Linked DNA regions of Pan troglodytes: region 1 is linked to region 2. The links are chromatin contacts, called in public Hi-C maps. All regions are on one chromosome and are shown on one strand. Each heading gives the region's core, a stretch centred on a gene start, on an enhancer-like site or on the middle of the called end of the contact. The rest is flanking DNA. Distances are from core to core; before and after follow the strand shown. Region 1 overlaps HIVEP3 (HIVEP zinc finger 3). Region 2 has its middle 120 kb from the start of GUCA2B.

The links. Hi-C and Micro-C count contacts between places; a contact is called where the count stands out from the background.
Region 1: a contact with region 2 is called in a Hi-C map of stem cell-derived neural progenitor cells, with 5 times the contacts expected there. The contact joins two enhancer-like sites. A contact is called at or near these places in 1 of 7 Hi-C or Micro-C datasets (stem cell-derived neural progenitor cells), 1 of 1 datasets of contacts at active chromatin or transcription factors (stem cell-derived excitatory neurons) and 1 of 1 other capture datasets (stem cell-derived neural stem cells).

The regions. Positions count from the first base shown.
Region 1 is chr1:189,392,441-189,398,925 of NHGRI_mPanTro3-v2.0_pri, reverse strand. It overlaps HIVEP3 (HIVEP zinc finger 3), which reads right to left. Exons shown (of 9, transcript XM_054665933.2): 5 at 5,988-6,133. Among named protein-coding and RNA genes, the nearest start is that of EDN2, 88 kb to the left of the region's middle. Within about 2 kb of position 4,710, at least 9 of the 24 cell types and tissues checked have an H3K27ac peak or open chromatin away from gene starts, as enhancers often do. A contact at or near this core is called in stem cell-derived neural progenitor cells and stem cell-derived neural stem cells, where this site is marked.
Region 2 is chr1:188,930,019-188,936,426 of NHGRI_mPanTro3-v2.0_pri, reverse strand. No RefSeq gene overlaps it. Among named protein-coding and RNA genes, the nearest start is that of GUCA2B, 120 kb to the right of the region's middle. Within about 2 kb of position 2,501, at least 22 of the 24 cell types and tissues checked have an H3K27ac peak or open chromatin away from gene starts, as enhancers often do. A contact at or near this core is called in stem cell-derived neural progenitor cells and stem cell-derived neural stem cells, where this site is marked.

The DNA.
Region 1 (6,485 bases), core at 3,461-5,960, 460 kb before region 2:
AAAATTATGCTACACTTCTGGGTTTCAAAGTCCAAGAAGAAATGGATTTGTAAAAAAAGTATTAGAAAAGAAAATAATCTTTAGATTTTTTTAAACTAACACTATTCTCTCCAAGCTACTATTTCATGAAACACACAGGTATGCGTGCACATACACAGGCACACACACACACACACTTCAAAATGTACAAATGCACTGTCACAAAAACGTGCTGCGTACACTGCACGAACTCTTAAGACTTGGATAAAAATTAATTCAGCTATAGAAATAGATGAGATAGAAAAGTACATTCGTTAAAAATGTAACCCCTTCAACTGGAACAGTAATGAATTAAATAAACTTTTAAAATAATTTCTTTAAGGAATGTCAAAGAGGCCTGAGTCACAGTTCTGCAGTATGTGCTGTGGACAAAGGGTGGGTTCACTGATGTGCAGGTGGACCGCCTCCCAGATACGAAGTTGGATGCATGACCCGGAGTTCAGAGGAGAAGTCCTTGGAGATAGGGATCTGAGTGTCATCAACCCGTAGATGGTGTATAGATCACGTTGGGACTGAGTTTAGAGGAAGAGCACGGAGCCTGGGGCTGGGCCATGTGGAGCCCTAATGTTCAGAGATCAGGCGATGATGGGACTCACTGAAGATGGTGAGAAAGTGTAACCAGTCAAGGAAGAGGAGGATCAAGAAAGAAGGTGATAGGGTTTGTCTGTGTCCCCACCCAAAATCTCATTTGAATTGTAATCCTTATAATCCCCATGTGTCAAGGGAGAGACCAGGTGGAGGAATTGAATCACGGGGGCAGTTTCCCCTATGCCATTCTGGTGACAGTGCGTGAGTTCTCTTGAGACCTGATGGTTTCATAAGCGTTTGGTAGTTCCTCCTGCATGCATTTTTCCTTCCTGCCACCTTGCGAAGAAGGTGCCTTGCTTCCCCTTCACCTTCCACCATGATTATAAGTTTCCTGAGGTCTCCCCAGCCATGTGAATGAGTCAATTAAACCTCTTTTCTTTATAAATTACCCAGTCTTGGGCAGTTCTTTATAGCAGTGTGAAAACAGACTAATACAGGCAGTGTCCAGGAAACCAAGAGGACAAAGTCCTGCATGGATGAGCGAAGGATTGACTGTGTCAAATGCTGCCGATGGCTCAGGAAAGAATAGAAGTGAGAACTGACTACTGACTTCTGCAAGGTGAGGGTCATCATTGACTTGGATAAGAGCAGCTTCTGAGGTGTGAGGAGCCCAAAGGCCCACCTTGAATAGGTCTGAGAGAAGCCAGGAGGAAAGATACGGAGGTGAGCAACACAGTCACCTTCTTCTGGAGTTTTTCTTTAAAGGAAAAAGAGAAATCTGGCAATATGGCCCTTCAGCCAAAGTGTTTTTAAGGTGGAAACCTTAAGTCCGGGTATGCTTAAGGAGCACTCTCCTAGCCCAGGAGAGTGGCAATGGCTGGAGTGAGGTACTGGGGTAGGTGAGGTGGGATGGGAGCCAATGCCCTCCCATAGGAGGTGCAGCAGCTGAGTCCTGCAGCATGCAGGGTCTGGCATGGACTCCTGGGATCTCACCATCTGAACTTATCATTCCCTTCGGACCTAAGCCCCAACAACACACCACCCAACTGGGCTTGGTCATCCAGGTGGTTCCTATCAATTCCAGTCTCTTCCTCTTCCATGTAAGCCCACTGGGCTGAATTCCCAGCTTTCCTTGCAACAAGTGAACTTGAGTTAAGACAATATAGTCATTACTCTCAAGGAACAACATAACTTTGTGTGTGTGAAAACAACACTGCTTAACAAAAAGCCATTCTAAACAACCAAGGCAAATGCACAGGTGCTGGGTAAGAGAGCCATCACATCCCTGATGGGCACTCCCAGGGGCTGCCTGGAAAATGCGGGCTTTGTTCAGGTGTGGAAGTGATGGGGAATGCAGAGGGGGCCACGTGCCAGGAAACTAGTGCAATAAACAGAGATTGATGCATTGTGTGTGCAAAGCATTACCCCAGGACCCAAGTCAAGAAGGGACTTGGGAGGAGACAGAAATGGATCTTAGCACCAGGGTTATGACAGAAGTAACAAGAAGAACTACAGAGTGTGGAGGGATTTGGGAGGCTCTTTAGAGGAGCAGGGCTGAGTATTGGCTTTTGAAGGCTGGGTAGGATTTGGCAATGGCAGGGCCCAGCAGGCAGCAAAAGGTGAAGGGCGACAGGAGCAGATCAGATTCTGAGGCCAGCACTCACAGGCTGAGTTTAAACTGGATCCTGTAGGTGAGGCAGCCACAGACGGCTCTGGAGAAAAGCATGACACAGGCAGAATCATGTTTAGTGATGCTCAGTGGCACCAACATTGGAGTTCTAGAGATAGGGTGGCCAGAGCAGTGGCAGAGGGAGTAAAGAGACCACATTGAGTCACTGACTACTTCATGCAGACACCAGGATTGGGGTCTAACTGGAAAGGGGGAGAAGGCGTCCAAGACAATGTTAAGGTTCTGAGTGTGAAGGGCTGGGTGTGTCATCTGAGATCTGGATGTGGAAGGAGATGCTGTTGGTGGGAAGTGGAAGGCTTGGTTTGCACATGCTAAGTGTGAGGTGTTGTGAATTTCCCAGGCAAAAATGCTCAGGAGGCATCAAAACCAGTGTCTGCAGTTCAGGGGTGAGGTCCTGGCTGGAGACCCAGAGGTAGCAATGTCGGCACAGAGATGAGACTTGGGGCTAAGGAGATGGGTGACACTACCAAGGGAGAATGCTCAAGGCAAGAGGAAGTGAGTCTCACTGATCAGGTACGGGAGCTGCCATCACACCTGTAGCAGGTAGACTGCTGGGCAGCATACCCTTCCTCTCCACTTGTCTGGGTCTCGCCCACCCTTCTGGGCCTGGCCCCACCCACTCTGGGAAGCCCTCTCTAGCTATTCCATCCCCCAGGCATCCTTCCCTTGCTGTGAGCTTCTCAGCTCTGGCCATCCCCACCTTAGCAGTGGGTCTTGTGTTGCCACCTTGGTGTAGTCCCCAAGCACCTTGAGGGCAGGATGACAGTTAACCCCCATGGGCCACTGCATTTTCTGGCACAGAGCACCCAAAAGGCACTGATTAAATAGATCCTCCTTCCTGATGAATTAATAAGTTGATCAGTCACTGAAATGGAGGTCAAGAAAGAAATTAAGGCAAGTTTAATTAGAGATTAAAAGACTCATATAGCATCTACTCTTTTGTGTCTGGCTTACTGATTCATGATGAACTAGGTCTACATGTATCAACATGGATGCATGTCAAAAACACCGTTGAGTAAACATAACAAGTTACAGATGTATGTTAAACCAATTTGAATAGTCATGAGCACTATATCTACCAAATATTTCAGGTTCTCCCAAGCACACGGTAGGAATGCACTTCTCTACTCCCATGGAGCTAGGTGAGGCCATGTGACTTGCTTTGGCCATTTAAATGTGAGCAGAAGCTTCTGGGTGGAACCATTGTTTTCTTCTTCCTCTCTCAGCCTCTACTGGCCTGGATCTAAGGAACAGAGCTCCATAGCAGATCCTTCTCAAATGTGTACAGGAATGAAATACATATGTTTGTTGTATTAAAAAAGAAAGAAAAAAATAAAAGGAAGAACTGAGTCTAAGGCAAAACTGTGGGATTGCAGAAGAGTGTGCCCAGTGATTCTGGGTGTGGGTACCCTTGGCAATTTGGGGGAACAAGAGGTTGTAAGGCTGGTGGAATGGAAGGTCAGCATCTCTGGCCTCGTCCCTGAAATGCCGGAAGTGTCCTAGGTTATGTGGCAACCAAAATGCCCTCCCCCTCCTTCACCATTTCCAAACACTCTGTGGGGTGATGCCAGCCCCAAGAGAACCATGAATGTAGAAGAATCACCAGAAGTGAGAATGGGAGGCACGGTCCCAGCTTGAGATAGCCAGGCTGGGGGAGGAAAGGATCTGACACTATAATCAGTTCCATACGTGCTCAAATTGCATGTGACAAGTTGAAAGGGAGAGGATACCTTCCATAGCTGACAGAACAGATGGGACTGTCCCGGACAGAGATTGACGAAATGGATATACTAGTAGGAAAATGCACCAATGTCCATTTTTTGAGCAGCTATGAATTATAGCCTTCATATGGGGTCTCACAAGGTCCTCTGAAAATCCCACGTTATTTTCCCCCTGTTACAAATGTTATTCTCCCCCTTTTACAGATAAGGAAACTGAGGGCGGGAGAGCTGGGGGGCTAGTCTCAGGCAGAACAGAGGTAAGTGGGCCAGAGATGACAGAACTCAACCGAGAGGATTCTGAAGCAGAGCAGGTGGGACTAAGTGAAGACCTGGGAGGAGGTGGAGAGGGAGTAGGACCCATACCAGCTGGAGGAAGAGGAGAAGAGGACTTGTGGGTGATCTTCCCCCTCCTTCAGCCATTGTGGACCGTGTAGGTAGAGACATCCAGCAGGGAGCTGGGCAGGGAGTGGCTCCTGCCAGCTGCCTTTCTGGAGGCTCAGGCTTCATGAGGTCTCAGAGCACCTGCCTCTCAGGGAAGATGCGAACCTCCTCAGGCACACACAGACTGCTGCTGGGGCAAGCTCCTGGGACACCAGGAAACACTCAGCAGCCCTCAGAGCCCACAGAGAACCTCTGAAGCAAGAAGGAAGAGGGCCAGTCGCTGTGAGCAGGCACTTCATCAATCCTGCCTCTGTGTGGCCTCTAAGGGATCCAGTGGCATGAGAACACAGAGACACACGAGGGCGCTCTAACCAAACAGCAGGAGGACCCGCGTCCCTCCCCACATGGAAAGAGGGTTGGCATTTTCAAAGACCTTTGGTTCAGTGTTTTTTCAACGCAGTTGCTATTGGTATTTTAGGCAGTAGGTTTCAGGGGCATTTGCTACCCCTAGCCCCCTTCCCATCATTGACTACCCTGCTGCCCACATTTCCAAGCACCCTCTCTCCTGAGAGCCCCTGCTGGTCAGTGCCACCAGAAGATGCCAACTGGTGGCCCTGGGGAGGGTGGCAGTCTCTGTTGTCCCCCAACCTTATGGAGGACTCCCGTGCCTCCCACGCTGACCCTGTGAGTTAGGCGCTTGCAGGTGCTAGAGGATCAGAGGCCCCCAGTGACAGCCATGTTGGCCCCGGCTCATGGGGACTGTCCTGCACAGGAAGCGCATTTTCCTCTACGTTGTTGTCCTTCAGGGCTGTGCAGAACCAGGCCACCCTGATCACACCAGGGACACAGACACAGGACCCTGAGACAGAACGGCATGGGACCTGCTCACAGACACCCAAATCCCAGGAAGCAAACATGTGGCCACACAAAACACAGCTGGCACAAAACTTCCACAAAGCACGTCTGAAACACGGCACCCTTCCAGAGCCCAGACAGTCCCCGAAGCTGTGAGCTCTGAAACGTTTAGACCATTCGTTTCCCAAAGTCAAGCATCAAAGGTGAATAACTACGAATGAGATTCAAAATATTCACCAACCATTGAGCCCTGGGCCCCAGCCAGTCAGGATAGGGACCAGTGGAAACACCTGGTGCATACAGTGTGCAGTCAGCCCTGCAAACAGCCTAGTCGGCTGAGCCCAAGTGCCCCATGGGAAACCAGACATGCCAAGATGGCCATTGGGCAGTACAGAGATGACTTTTGGAGAATACATGTCAAGAGAGACAGAAGTCTGGACATTTGCTGGGATACTGGGATGGCAACTCCAATGCAGGAACTAGAAACCTGGCCAGGATCTGAGAAAATGAGGGGCTGGAGAAAGACCCAGACCTCTCCAGATCCTCAACAAATACCCAGCATCACCCATCCCCACCAAGAAGCCCCACGGCATTCTTAAACAGAGGGGCCTGAGAGTCCCAGGAAGGTGATGTCTGCTGAAAGGCATCGCTGGGACCACAGGGCACCTGTGGGCAGAGCCCTTGCCAACTGAGCCACTGCTGCCCGTGAACACCGATGGGTGCCAGCTCTTATTCCACGGAAGCAGACGATGCAAACCAAACATGAGTCTTACCCTCCTTCGAAGATTTTGATCCTCGCCGGCTCCCCTCTCTGGGAGGCAGGAGCATCCTCCTCCGGCTCCCCTCTCCTCTCTTCTTCCTTCTCCACTCTAGCTAGATCTTTCTGGCCTTCCGGGGAAACCAGCGAAGGGAGGTGAACCTGGCCCACCACAGGAATGACAAAATCATTGCTGGTTAAAAGTGCATCCTCAGCCACGAATGCAATGCTAATAATCATGCCTTACACAGTACTGCACAAGTACACATATGCAATCTTCACACTCCCCCATGAAGAGGTGCTATTAGCTCCACTTTACAGAATTAAGGAAACTGATCCCCAGAGAGAATTCCCTTATCCAAGGCCATGCCATTAGTTGGTGTTACAGCTGGAACCCTGTCTCTTTCAGGTTAACCTCCCATAAGACCTGTGTTTGTTCTCTGTCTTTTACACTAGTCTGGGAACTCCTGGGGACAGGTCCTCATCTTGGTCTCCTTGGGCACCCCAGAACCCC
Region 2 (6,408 bases), core at 1,252-3,751:
ACCCCTGAAAAGTGATGCCTCCTGCAAAGTGATGCCAGACAGTCCCCTATAATGCTCCTCACATGGTCCTGCACATGGTTACCCCACCTCTATAGGATGACTTCTTTTAATTGTCTTTTTTTTTTTAATTACAAAAGTAACACTCCTTGGTGCAACAAAATAAAACAACACTGAAGTATTAACATGAAGTCCTCAACCACTGCACTCCCATGGGTAGCCACTGGTTTCAGCAGAATGTATGCCCTCCTAGTCCTTTCCTATGACACACACTCCATTCACTTGACACCTGGTCTTATGCTGTGCCTTAGGAAGAAGGATATTTAATTCTTATCTGCATTGACTTATCTCTCCAGTTCCCTAGGGTAGTAAGGCTAGTTAGTTGATCTGCTTCAAATGCTGTTATTCCACCAATGAGGAATTGAAAGGGAAGGAGATAAGGTTTCTTGCTCAAAATCACAGATTAGCTGGTGGCAGAGTTAAGACCAGAACAAGAACTCCTAACTCAATGTTGGTTATTACACTGTAAAGTGCTCTTCTCCTCCCCACCGTGCAGAATATCATATTGTACAGACAGCAGGTAGAAATAATTGCCTCTTGAAAGCGTAGGGGCAGGATAGTCCAGTGGTTAAGAACTTGGACTTTGAACTCAGGCTGCCTAGGTTAGAATCTGGCTGTCATTTACTTAACTATGTGACCTGAGTCAAGCAACTGGGCCTCAATTTCATCATCCCTTCCTTATAGGACTGTTGTAAAATTGGTAGCTTAATATCTGTAAACCCCTCAAAACAGTATATATGTTAATAAAACATGCTATCCTACCTCTAATGTAACACCCAAAATACAATAAATATCTTCCTTATTAAAACATAGGCTGGCAAATCAAAACCAAATCTTGTTAGCTCTGAATTTTGTCTAAAAATAAATTAGCACGGGTGAAAACTCACACAATATTAGTCCAAAACAGATTTAAGTGACACAAGAACTGTAATCATTACTACAGGAAGGAATGACCTCATAAAGACCTCATACATCAGAAGCATTGTAACATTTACTGCACCAAATAATAAATTTTTTTAAAAATCTTAACAGCCTCTATCAGTAATTATCTAAGTAAAGTGGGCTGCAAATCTGTTACAGAACTGTTTTTGCCATGATAATATTTCTAGTAAATTGCTGCTTCTATACCAAAACTACTGGTGTTGCAGAACCGGCATGCTAATAGAAAGATTATTATAGAAACACTATTAAAATGAATCAGGTATTATTAAAGATTCAACACTACAACGGCACCTGATTACAAGAGATTTCAAGCTGTATTGCTTAACGAGCAGATAAAAGTGCTAATTAAGTCCACTCTTAGAGGTTATCCCTAGGCAGGACTGTACACTTACGTAGCAAGAGGTCTTCAGACTAAATGAGGAACCAGTAATGCCAACCCGGCTGGATACAGCCCTACTGGGAAGATAGGGAGAGAATGAGAAGAGCCAAGGTTTTCTGCACACGAAGGTAATCTGGTAAAGCAGACAAGTATCCAAACTTATTTGAACCTCAGTGTTTTCCTTAACTGAGGAACACTCAGTTAATCAGCAACACTTCTGATTCCTCCTTTCTTGAATGAAGAAAACCAAATAACCCACCATAAACTGAAGACCCTCAATAAACGGCACAATCAGCGGGAGGCAGAGAAAGCCATGCCATTATTACCAAAGCCTCCTCGAGCAACCAGAAGACATGGAATCGCTCTCTCACCTTGGCCAAAAGCATCTCTCCATGCAACCAGAGCCTAGAGCTCTCACAGGTTTTTGAAGAGTTGCCAGACTGAAGGCATTTCGTTACAGGATCTATTTAGCTTTCCCACCTTGTTAATTAACTAATTAGGGATGGGAAAGCAACTCACCAATACAAAGTGTCAGGAAAATGCTAAGTAAATTTGTCCAACTGGTCTAAATGTCAATGCTAAATTAAGAAAGGGGGCAAGCGCGAGAGACTGAGCTGTCCCCAGACTGCTACAATCCAGAGCTCGCTAACGTAGAGACGGAGAGACCCGGGCGCCCTGCAGCAGCAGCCTCCCGGCCCAGAGCCGGGATGCCGGCAGGACTTCTGGAAGGGAAACCTGGACCAGGGCCACCCCGGGCACAGGGAACGCGGCTGGCAAGGCGCAACCTCGCCGCTCAGTCTCCGTCTCCCCGCATCTCTCAGACGTCAACAAACCCCTGACCACAAAGTGAAACTTTCCCGGCCCCCGCTGTCGCGCCAGGTCTCTGCCCTCTGCCTGGGAGCGCGTTGCGGGGACAGGTGTGGGGCCCGGGCTGAGGAGGGGCCCCCGCCCCAGGACCGGAGGTTGTGTAATCGGCCCGGGAAGGGGGGCTCAGGACAGCTCCCTGCGCCGGAGCTGCGGAGGCCAGACGGGGGACCCCAGCTGAGGGGGCCGGTGCCCGGAGGCGTTGGGGGGATGGGGAGGGCTCTCGTCCCGCCCCCCGGGACCGCCCCCGGGCGCAGTAGGGAGCTGCGGCGCTGACACGGCCCGGAGAGGGCGCCCGCGCGGCAGACCGAGCCCGAGGAGGGGGGCGCGATGGCTCGGCAGCCGCGGCCAGCCTTACCTGCGCGCCGGGCCGGGGCGGCGGGAGGCGGCTTGGGATGCCGGGGTGGCGGGCGGCGGGCGGCAGCGCTGGCAGCCACCCGGGCCACGGCATGCGAGGAGCCGCGGCGCGGCGGCGGGCGCGGGACTGACAGCCCCAGGCCCCGCCTCCAGACCCCGGGCCCCGCCCCCTTCCTGGCCGCGCGGCTTGCCCCGCCTCCTCCGCCCACCGCCGGGGTCAAACTGGGTCCATCGGCCCGGAGGGCGGGGATGCTCGCTTTCGATTGGCCTCAAAGGTGCCCGCCCCGCCTACTCCCCGCCCCTTCCTTGGCAGGGAAGAGGCGCGTGCGCCGTGGCTGGGGAAGGTAGCGGTTACGCTGAGCGCCGGCGTTGCTGGTCCCCGACCCCTGGTACCCGGGCATCGTTTTTTCATCCCGGGCAGCTGGGACCCCGGGATGACCTAAGGAACAAGGATTCAGACGCAGACTCCACGGTGAATTGGCCTTATTCACGTGTGAACGAACGTCCAGGAGAAAACCAAACCCGAATGGGCCAGGCTCTAACCAGAGGAGACCCCAAAACTGTGATCTGCATCAGAAAACGAACCAGCCAGCCGGTTCCCGGCTCTGCCAGGTCTAGGGGTGCTTTATTCAAGCGCTGGGTTCGCTCCCTGGTCAGCAAGTATGAGGTATTTGCAGAGGGTCTAGAAGATGTGAAGGGAGATTAGCCCGCATTTAGGACTGTGCCACACAGAGAGTGAGTGATGCTGAAGAAAGTGGCCTCCTCTGCTCCAGCCCTCCCTCCTCCCCAACCCCTGGCTCTCCCACCTCTCCCTCAGCACCGGCGCCCTACCCTCAGCCTGTAAACAGTATCAGGTCTCGCCCAACAAAAATCAGTGGAGACCCAGCAATTCCACTCAAGAGAACTAGAAACATGTCTGTACTAAAACTTGTACACAAATGTTCATAGCGGTGTATTCAGAAGGCCAAAAAAGGAAACAACTGAATGTCCACTGATTGACAAATGGATAAGCAAATTTTGGTCTATCCATACAATGGAATAGTATTCTGCCATAAAAAATAATAAGGCCGGGCATGGTGGCTCACGCCTGTAATCCCAGCACTTTGGGAGGCCGAGGCAGGCAGATCACGAAGTCAGGAGATCGAGACCATACTGGCTAACACAGTGAAACCCCGTCTCTACTAAAAAAATACAAAAAATTAGCCGGGCGTGTTGGCGAGTGCCTGTAGTCCCAGCTAAGTGGGAGGCTGAGGCAGGAGAATGGCGTGAACCCGGGAGGCAGAGCTTGCAGTGAGCCGAGATCGCACCACTACACTCCAGCCTGGGCAACAGAGCAAGACTCCGTCTCAAAAAAAAAAAAAAAAGAAAGAAAGAAAGAAATTCTGTTACATGCTACAACATGGATGAACCTTGAAAACACTATAGTGCTCAATGAAAGAAACCAGTCATAAAAACCCACATAGTGTATGATTCTATTTATATGAAATGTCCAAAACAGGCAAATCCATAGAGACAGTAGACTAATGGTTGCCAGGGACTGGGAGGAGGGGGGACTGAGGAGTGACTGCTTAATGAGTACAAAGCCTCTTTGGGGGGTGATTAAAATGTTAAGGAATTAGACGGTGGTGATGACTGTACAACTTTGTGAATATAATAAAAAACCACAGAACTGTATAAAAGGGTGAATTTTATGGTATGTGAATGATATTTTAATTTAAACCAAAAATCCAAATGACCAAAAAATTTTTAAAATTAAAAAAAAAACCTCTCTTGATTCCGTATGCCCTCCAAGTTACCATGCAGTTAACCAGCCCTTCTCATCCAAGATTCTTGCAAGGGTAGCCCACACGTTTTTACTCCCACTTATACATTAGCTCCCTAGAATGTGGCTTCTACCTGCACCAGAGCTCAAATCTGCTCTCTCCTTGAAATTTTATCCTGTGGCTTTCTATGACCCTGCACATTCCTGGTTCTCCTCCTCCTTCCGTTCTTTGTCATTTGATCTTATTTTCTTGGCAAATCTATTTTAATCTTGTCAAAGATCAAAACTTATTTTGATCTCTTCTGTGGCTTCTTCCAGAATCCTTCCTAGGTTATGTCGTCCATGCCTATGAGTTCAGTTCAGTTACTAGGCTTCAAATTCTAGCCTCCACCTGATGTCCCACAGAGTTCTTAAAACTTGGCGTGTCATAAGCTATTTGTCATCTCCCCTTCCCCATCCTCTATCTTCTCTCCAGTAATAATATCTACTACCACATTCTAGGACCTGGGAATCATCCTTGATTCTGTCGTCTTCCTTCTCCTAAAGTCAATCACCGATTTTTATCTCATAAATATTCATAAATCCCACAATACTACCACAGCCCTGGTCCATATCTCCACTGTCTTTTGACTTTTAATTCCCTTCGTCTTTAGTGCCCTTCAGATCTAGTTTCCACACAGCTCTTGAAGTGGACACCCATTACTTCAGCCAGCATAGCTCTTTCTTAGGGTCACATCACACTGATTTTCCTTCAGGAACTCACTCCAAGAGATATGGGCTTGGGGAGACTGCCAGTGAAGATGATGACTTTACCTGGCCCAGGCCTGGTGTGCCCCCAAGCTGGAGCACTATGACATCTTTCATTTGGAATTTGAACCCTAGGTGGAATAACGCTGGAGGCAGTTGGCCCTGATACTTCCTGACCAAGGGGACTTGCAGTTGATTCCTGCTATGTAGTCCCTGGGAAATTCCTTCAGAGCCTGGGTTCTTCAAATTTTTATTGGGTTTTCTGAAGGATCCCATATCTCTCCAACGCACTCCCCTGTAGGAACTTAATTAGAATTATCTTCAACCAAAGAATCTGATATCGAAATGTGTCTGAGAAGCAAACCAGGTCTTTACTGAAAACTCATTAGAGGCATTCCATCACCTACGGGAAAGACACCAAGCTCCGTAATACAATCCCCAAGACCTTCCATTACTCTGTTCCAGGCTGCCTATCTGCACCTTCTCGCCCTACTCCTTACCTTGCCCTTACATCTCTGCCCTTCTGAATTATTTGAGGTTTCACATAACCTATGAGGTTTCATGCCTCAATACTCATGAGTCCCCTCTTTAGAATCCCTCCCTGCTCCCATCCAGCCCACTTGAGAAAGCCTTCCCTGGCTCTTCCCTGATCCCAACATCCTGCCTTCCTCTGTGTTCTCAAGGCACCTGAGTTTCCCACCCACTCACTGTCATGGTATTTCACCTACCTGCTTTGTTATCTGCCTCTCCCACCAAACATGGAGTTCCTGGAGGGCTATGCCTTCTTTTCTGTTTCTCTGCCTCCATAATTCGTGAGTAAGAGGAAGGGATCCCAATACAGGACATTAACAAATCTTTTGACCAGAGAGATGAAAATCCAGGCTGGAGGTATCTCATATAGGCTATCAAAAAAATTTATTCCTGTTCTGAAATACATTCCAGAACACTGCCAAGACCCTGGTAAGACTGGCGGACACTTATTTAAATGATAGCTCTCATTCTCTAAAATATGAATTTCTCCTGAAAGCCTTCATGCTTTAATGAGATTCAAAATTAATTAACTCAGACAATTGTCTTCATCACTGTGACTAAATGACAAAGTGTGTTTTTGTACATATTTTTGTACATATTTGAAGAATAAACAGAATGTAAGCAAGCAAATCCATGGTTCTGTTTGGATGGCTATTGTGAAACACGTACCTTAAGTGGAATTATATAACCATCCATCTGCAAACGTTGAGTGAGGAGAGCTGGATTTTAGTCACAGCTTAGCCATGACCAGCAGCTTGACCTTGGATAA